2 separate regions of the Xenopus tropicalis genome follow, and region 1 is linked to region 2. Evidence: chromatin contacts called from public Hi-C data. All regions are on one chromosome and are shown on one strand. The core of a region is the stretch at or near the end of the contact, and the rest is flanking DNA. Distances in the headings are between cores, read along the strand shown. Region 1 holds the start of LOC100486031 (potassium channel subfamily K member 16). Region 2 holds the start of gpr135 (G-protein coupled receptor 135).

Region 1 (4,223 bases), core at 1,045-3,544, 140 kb before region 2:
GAATAGCTTTGAAATGGAAAAATGGGTATTATCCTTACCTTTCCACATCTCTCTATACCATGTACTTCTCTATCCAACCTTTCCTCAGCTTCTGCTTGTAATATTGTCAGCTGGCCTTTGCTTTCTCTTTTTTTGCCATGGGGCATTTAGATTATAGGGCCCCATATGTTAGAAACCTAGCTAGTATTTTGCTGGTACGTCGGTACAAATGATACCTGATGCAGTTAATAGACACTAATACAAAGACGCTAATACAAAACTGTAGAAGTCAATGGGAATTATTGTAAGCAAACTGTAACAATCTTCATTTATTACTTAATTTTAGAGGATTTCTTTTTTTGGGGGGTGTACAAAATTTCGAGGTTTTCATATTCTGATCTAGATTCTTTTTGTAGGTTTTTCATTTATGCTTTTTACATTAGGCTTTTTTTAATAAATTACTTGGGATTTGTTGTTTTATTGCAAAATGGTCTTTTTCATGGTTTTAAAAACCACTAAAATCAGAATGTGTATGTATATGTATGTATATATATATATGGGCCTCTATGTTGAAAACACCTTAATACAGGACAATACCATGCTGATGCTTCTGCTGCTGACTGGCTTTCCTTGATACAGTTTAGGTTATTATCAACAAGTACTGTCAGGTCCTTCTCCATCAAGGATCCACTTATTATAGAACCCATTAAGGGAATAACTATCCTGCATAGATTTAATGCCAAAATTTATCTTAACTGCAACTAAACTGCCCACATTATGAGATTCTTAAGACCCCCCCTGCAAGGATGACATATCCTGGATGGATTTAACTGGTCTGAAAAGATTTGTGCCAGTGGCAAATACATCTGTAACTGCTTTCAATGCCCTCTTTAAGTTAGTGAACAGATTAAATAAAAGTGAAACCAATACAAAACCATGTGGCATACCACACAGATATCTTAATGCTTTTATATTTCTTTCATAAATGGATAACTTGAGATTAGTAATGGATTAATATCAAACATATTTATTCTATCTATATACTGTAGTAGTGACCATAAAGTCATAAATTTGTCTGCCCTGCAATTTGGTGCCTCTGTTGACTTAGCGTATATTTGTTTTTAATAGCATACATTAGATAAGACAATATTACAAGCTCTATTACTTACACTGCCATTAGGGCAGACTTTCAGTTGCCACCTACCATCAAGTCCCCATTCTTACCTTCCGGAGCTTTAGCGCAGGTCTAGGTGCTATGTGTTGGCAGCAGACCCGGACTGACAAACTGGAAACTCTGGCATATGCCAGAGGGACTGTTGTAATCTGGTATAGATTGATATTCTTTTGGTCTTGTGTGGGGCCACTGTGTATTTGAAATGCCAGGGTCTATTTTGAATTTCATTTCAGATTCAGTTGGCAGTACCACTACTCCAGTAGGTATCAAGGTAATTTAAATCCCCTGTTATTAAGATTTTTTGTTTTGCAACAGAAGCTGTGCCTTTTTTTTTCTTCATTCATATGAAGGTTCTTTATAACCTTTACCTACAGTAAATGGTGAATCAGTCTTCCCATATGAATTCATAATTCCCACCCCAACTTCTGTCTTTATGCTGGGTTGCAGAGCTGGGCTTAACATAAAGACATACCCCTTCACCTTGTCCTTTGCTCTTTACCATTTCCCTCTAAACAAGGTATAGCCTTTTATATTTACATCCCAGTTGTGGGACTCATTCTAAATTTCCAGCACAAACATGACTTTTAATAAATCGAAAAATAAAATTACAATATAAAAAGCATTATTTTCACTCAAATTCACATGAGGAATTAATATCAGATGTTAGTAACCATAGCTGTACTATATATAACTGTCATATCCGCTCCCCTCCCACATAATTGAGCCTAGTAACAGTATCTATTTGGATCGTTTGTAAACATGTTTCTTACATTAACAAGATGATCCAGGGCTTCCTTTGTGAGGCATGTGTAGTTCTTCAAGAAGTCCAGTCTGTGGCGCTCTGTGTCTGTTTTTGCTGTATCCTCTGCCTCTTTTTCCAGCACCTGGAATACTAGTGCCCCAACCAGCAAATACACCATGAAGGCCATAGCCAAGAGAATGCTCTTCAATATCTCAGCAGAAGGCATGCTGTTATGTGGCACCCAACGCTGTCCCCCCTGCTGTTGTGTAGCCTTCCTTGCAGATATCTGTGAGAAGCAGGAAGCACAGATTGTGACTCTGCTCAAGGGGGGCTGAGCTTGGACTGTGAAGAGCCCTTTTTCCACGGGTGGCCCGTTTCCTTACAAGTATAGTAGGTGGTTTGTCAGTGACAGGAATAAGCTCTTGCCTTGTAAGCAAACTTTGTACTTTGAGTTTAGACATTGTTTGCATTTCCTGAAAGTTTATAGGAAACAGCTATCCGAAGACTAATTGCATCATTTGTTTAAATAAGCGTGCACTTTATTAACTGAGCACATAATTGTAGGAACTAGGCCCTCCAATTTGTGTTTTATTCCTTTATTGTTGGAAATATCTCACCCAAATCCTTTCTAAACATTGTAAATCATAACCTTGTATATTAATATAATGACAGCATTATCTAGAGCTCTGGGGAAAGCACAGGAGCTAAGGCGTGAAACAGTAATTTCATTGTCAGCCTCACATTTATATTACAGGTAAGGAAAATATTTTTTAGAACGCTCAGGACCCGGGTTTTTCTGGGGCCCTTTCCATAATTTGGTTCTCCGTACTGAAAAATCACTTAACCATTAAATAAACCAAACAGGATTGTTTTGCCTCCAGTAAGGATTATTTATATCATAGTTGGGATCAAGTACAAAGGCAATGTTTTATTATTTAAGAGAAAAAAGAAAATACATTTTATTAAAAATTATTTTCTTATAAATAATAATAATTTGGAACTTTCTGGCTACCGGTTTGCAGATAACAGATCCCATGCCTGTATACTAGCAGAAATTTTGTGGAAAACTTTATCATACCTGAGTAAAGAGCCCTCGAAGCTTTCTCTGTGATTGCAGCTGCCATTTTAGCTTGGTGTTCATAGCTTCCTGCTGCAGCTCTAGCTGTTATAGCTCAGATTACACATTCCTAAGGGTGGAGGGAGCAGGAGAGGGGACAGAAGAGAGAACTGCGCATACTCTGGCCCCCGGAATGAAGGATTTTTCTGAGAGAGGAGGTCAGATACATTAACAATATGTTTACAAAAAAGAAGACAAGAAATCCTGTGTTTATTTTGATAGGGTGCATATGGCTGTATTTACATAGACCTTTCTGAAAAAGCTTACTTAGTTTACTTTCCTCCTCCTTAATTCCTTGTATATATTGTTACTTGTTTATAGTTTATTGTGTTGGGTTGAAAACTCCAACATACTGTTCTTCGACTTTGGCTTATTCTTCCGCTTCTTCTTATTATTATTATTCTTAGCGCCCCCCCATTTTCTAAACGCTACTCCTCCTACAGTTTTAGGGGTACAACACCCAAACTCGACACACTTCTTCGGAAATTCAACCTGCTGCCATTCTCACAGTAATAACCCCAGGGTCCCCAAACTTTTTACACTTGGTCACTAGGGGACTGCAGATTTAGTTTTGAAAAGTGGGCGGAGCCAACAGCCAATCAAATTTCACCTATTGATTTTTATTGGTTTGATGCCAGATTTTCCAAACTTTGCAGTCAGTCACTGGGTGACTACGCATTCAAGTTTTTTTGTTTTTTTGTTTTTTTTAAACCGCAAAGTGGGAGGGGCCAACAACAGCCAATCAAATTTTACCCATTGACTTTTATGGGAAAATTGAAACTGCGGCCAATCTTACAGCTTTGAGGCTACACTCCCCAAACTTGAATCACATAGTCATAGGGTCAGCCTGAATGAAAATATGATGATTGCTGGATGCCCAAAAGTGGGCGGAGCCGTGAACAGATTTTACCTATTGACTTGGTGGAAATCCAACCTGCTGTCATTCTCACAGTAATAACACCAGGGTCCCCAAACTTTGCATGGTTAGGCACCAGGTAACTGTGGTCCAAGGTGAGAAAAAATGGGCGGAGCCACCAACAGCCAATCAGAGTTTACCTATTTACCACCAGGGTCCCCAAACTTTTTACAGTTGGTCACTAGGGGACTGCAGTTTTAGTTTTGAAAAGTGGGCGGAGCCACCAACAACCAATCAGATTTCACCTATTGATTTTTATTGGTTTGTTGCCAGCGTTCCCAAACTTTGCATAGTC
Region 2 (4,197 bases), core at 1,166-3,665:
GGCCTTTTCATGTTAGTTGGGGGGGGGGGGCCCAACTAACATGAAAGGTGTTTTTAGCCTAGGAAAAATAGCAGAGGTCACCTAAAGGACTGCTAGAAAACCCAATATCCATAGGCACATCTATCAGTATTGAGCATATATAACGTGTACATGTTGCAGTTTCCTTAGAAAACCCAAATTGGAACTTGTACGCACATGAATGAAAGAAGGGCATTAGCCCTACTGTGGCAACTGAAAGCCCTTCTCTTGTACAGAGTATTGGGATTGGCAAATGGCAGTGGGGTTGCTGTCAGTCCCAGGGGCGGCACATTCTGACAGCAGGTATTTGGCAGTGAGGATTCTTTTACACAACAGAGCAAACCCTGTAGGCCAAACAGCTAAACCATGTGCCATTGCAGTCACTGAGGGCCTAACATGGCTGTTGGTCACATCTTGCTTGACCAGAGCTCTTCTAGTTGGCCGCTCTTGGCTAGTGCATGTAACTGTGCAACTGGATATCACAGGCTTGTGTCCACTGTCTCTGGCTTAATCCCCACACTATTATCAGTCACAGTGTCTGGCTGGCCATCTCTGCAAAAGAGCACAGTCGGGTTTTTACAGGCCCACATGGCCACGTCGCCACCATTGGCTGGGCTACAAGAGGATACCCTGCTGCCCTGCCCATGTCTGTTCCCATAACGGTCATGGATAGGATCTCTGTTTTGACCCTGTGTGCACAGGTAGGCAGCAATGTTCCTAGTCCTGTAGCCCTCCTCGCGGTTGCGGCCTAAAAGCATTGAGATATTAGGGTTGCGAATGGCGTAGATGAGCGGATTGATGGCCCCATTTGCCCATGCCATCCAGATAGCCACAGTGTCCATTAAAGGGGTGAATGGATAGTCCCCGGCCGCAGCCACCAGCCCCATGATACAGTATGGCCCCCAGCAGCAGATAATAAAGACAATCATGATCAGCACAGTGGTTGCCGTCCTCATCTCGCTGTAAAAGCGAAGCAAGTGCGCGTAGGTGGTCACAGGCCGGACGCGGATTTCCGACAACCTCACGGCCTTGCAAATATTGTAATGGCAGAAACACATGAGGGCAAAGGGCAAGAGGTAGCAGAGCACAATGAGTGAGATGGAGTAGGCCGCCCCAAGCCTGGAGCCTGCTGAGTGGAACACATACAGGCAGTGATAGTGGCCCTTCCTCTGTACCTGCCATTGCTCCCGGGCCAGCAGGAACCAGGGCAAAGAGAAGGCCAGGGCTAGGAGCCAGGCAGCCAGCAGCAGCTGAAGGGCCCGGGCCCTGCCTATCTTGCCTTGGGGCTGTCTCACAATGGCATAATAGCGGTCCATGGAGATAAGGGTCATGGTGAGGCTGGACACAATTCCAAAGCAGCAGTTGAGGAAACCACTGGCCAAGCACAGGCGGTCCCCAAAGGGCCAGGCCCCGCCCCTGAGGAGCAGCAGGAAGGAGAAGGGCAGGCAGAGAAGGGCAGCCAGCAGGTCGGACACAGACAGGGACAGGATGAAGGCGTTAGTGACGGTGCGCAGCTGGCGGTGTTTAGCGATCACCAGGATGACAGCGCAGTTGCCCAGGCAAGAGAGCAGGAAGATGGCGAGGAGCAGAAGGGCCTGGCAAGCCACCGATACCCCGTGTAACAGCGGGCTCCCCTCGGCCTCCTGTGCCGGCCCGGGCTCCGGGGTGCTGCGGTTGCCGCCGGGCGATGGGGAGGAAGTGGCTGTGAGCTCGTTGCCATGTCTCCCTCCTCCTGGAGATGCGGCTGCGGTCCCTCCGGCCCCAGGGCTGCCCAGAGCCGTCATGTTGGTGAGCAGTGCGAGTTGTAACAGGCGCGGCTCCATGTGTCGCGGAGAGGCCGGGGGGAGGCATCCCTCAGGCTGCCGGTCTGTGTCCCGGTGCGGGCGGTGGGTCAGGCCGCGGTGCCAGGGATGGAAGATACGGGGCGTGGTGCGTGACGTGCTGCTGGTTGCCATGGAAACAGGGACTGCTTCTGTTCTTTTACGCACAGAATGGGTTGGGGGAGGTGCGGGGGGGCTGTGGGGCCATTCCCCCCTTTTATCGGAAAAACCTGCCAGGAATCACCAGCTTTGCCAGATGATCGGTCATTTCTACGGAAATCGGGCTGTGTGTGGGGTAGTCGGCCGATAAAAGTTTGGTACGTGTTTTCCTGGAATGAAGGGCCAAAACTAAATCGTCCGACCGATGTTTCGCATCGCTGCGTGTGTGGGGCCATCGGCTGCCGATGTGATCAGTACAATGAAGGGAAGTCCGAATGTGAAGTGAGCCTGCGAGCTGTGTATTAATGGCCAGTTCCTAATGGCGCTAAATGTCATAATGGCGCTAATAGTGATATTAATCTTTCCGCTGCTTGTGTCTGTCCGGCTCCCCTGTTTTCTAATAAATACAAGTGGCACTTTGTTACTGGCAGTCAGTCTGTGGCCTGATGTGTAATCTCTGTAAGCCAAGCGCTTCCTGCTGCTGCACATAGAGGGGCGCAGGGCTAGCCATGATCATCATTCACACGCAGATTCCCTGGGTACCTGGCTGTATATATTATATATGTTACTATGTGCCCCCTGCACCCTTCAATAGACGCAATGATTAGAACTCTAGCGCTGGCACATGGCTTTGATAAATGAGCCATAGGAACTCAATCCTCTGAGCCTTTTTTGGTGTAAATGCTGCTTTTTTGCTACAATTGCACACATATAACATCAAAGGCAGTGCCAGATGCAGTTTGTCAGTCCGGATGTAGAGATTGTGCGCAGGAATATATCTCTATATGTAATGGCACCTGCCTAGGGCACAATGGGGGAAAGTGCAATTACTGCAAATCTCTTTATTGTGGTGGCTTTATGGTCCAAGGTCATATTGAAGGAAAACTATACCCCCCAAACAATGTAGGTCGCTATAGAAATATATTACATAAACAAGCTCATATGTAAAATCCTGCTTTGTCTAAATAAATCATTTTCACAAATGTAACAGTTAGTAGTGTGGGAGCAAAAGACAGAACTCTGCCCATTAATTGGCTGATGGGGCCTAGCATGTATGTGTGCCTTGGCTTGTTTGTGTGCACTGTGAATCCTATGATCCCAGGGGGTGACTCTTAATTCTTAAAATGGCAATTTTCTATTTAGGATTAACCAATAGCACATACTACTAAAAAGTATATTTTTATGAAAATGGCTTACTTAGATGAAGCAGGATTTTACATATGAGCTGTGTGAACATTGTTTGGAGATATAGTTTCTCTTTAATATTGGTGCCAAACACCTTTGGGATGTATCATGATGCCTCTGACATTGAAAACAAACCCTGCAGTGTCTCACATTCATCTGTACATCCCTCAAGTCAGCCAAGTTCCATTCTGTCGATGGGGGTGCCGTAATGTCGGAGCTACGGGCGGTATAAGTACGTTCAGGAAGAGCATTTTCATGGTCTCTGTCTGCCCCATCTCTGCCAGGTAATGGTGTGCTGGGAACAGGGTTGAGGGGAGGGTGCTTGGGTGCCAACAGCTCCTTGGCTCAGGTCTGCTAATGCCCCCTTTTAATAAAATTACATTTTTTTTTTATTTCACAAATTGATACCCATAATGCCCTGCGCATCAGTTATTTGGTGGAGCAGAGGGTTTCCACTTTCACAAAGTGTATAGAGCAGGGGTCCCCAAACTTTATAAACATGGGGCCAGTTCATGGTTCCTCAGACTGTTGGGGGGCCGGACTGTAGTCCTCCAGCTCCCTGCTCCCCCGCTGCATCTGCAGACAGGTAGTAATCAGGGGTGAGGAAGCAGCGGGGGCCAGGTATATTACCATGGGGGCCGGATCTGGCCCACGGGCTGTAGTTTGAGGATCCCTGGTATAGAGTGTAAGTGTTATAAGAACTTTACTGAGCAGATATTGCTGCAAGTGTGTGAGATTTGCCACCTTAACTAACTACAGGGGAATGCAAACGTTTGGGCACCCCTGGCCAAATGACATACAGAGTTTTGTAAGTGGAAAACCAGTTCATAAATACAGGAACCAGTAGGTTAAACACAACCTATTTGCAAATGCTACGATGCAGTTACATTTTATTTCACCAACTTTAAAACTTAGGAACAAAGAAAAGTCATTGTGGTTTATTAAAATGTTTGATACAAATGTTAAAATCTATACAATTGTACAAACAAAAAGCATTTATGTTATACAATATAAT

The links. A called contact is a pair of places that touch in the nucleus more often than the background predicts.
Region 1: a Hi-C map of gastrula embryo shows a contact between it and region 2, with 3 times the contacts expected there. The contact joins the promoter of LOC100486031 here to the promoter of gpr135 in region 2. A contact is called at or near these places in 4 of 5 Hi-C or Micro-C datasets (brain, gastrula embryo, neurula embryo and 1 more).

The regions. Positions count from the first base shown.
Region 1 is chr8:103,120,231-103,124,453 of UCB_Xtro_10.0, reverse strand. LOC100486031 (potassium channel subfamily K member 16) reads right to left here and starts at 2,294. Exons shown (of 5, transcript XM_031892121.1): 1 at 1,924-2,294. The coding sequence starts at 2,121.
Region 2 is chr8:102,979,933-102,984,129 of UCB_Xtro_10.0, reverse strand. It overlaps gpr135 (G-protein coupled receptor 135), which reads right to left and starts at 2,415. Exons shown (of 1, transcript XM_002933733.5): 1 at 1-2,415. The coding sequence starts at 1,973. The coding sequence ends at 498. l3hypdh (L-3-hydroxyproline dehydratase (trans-)) reads right to left here. Exons shown (of 5, transcript NM_001008127.1): 5 at 4,094-4,197.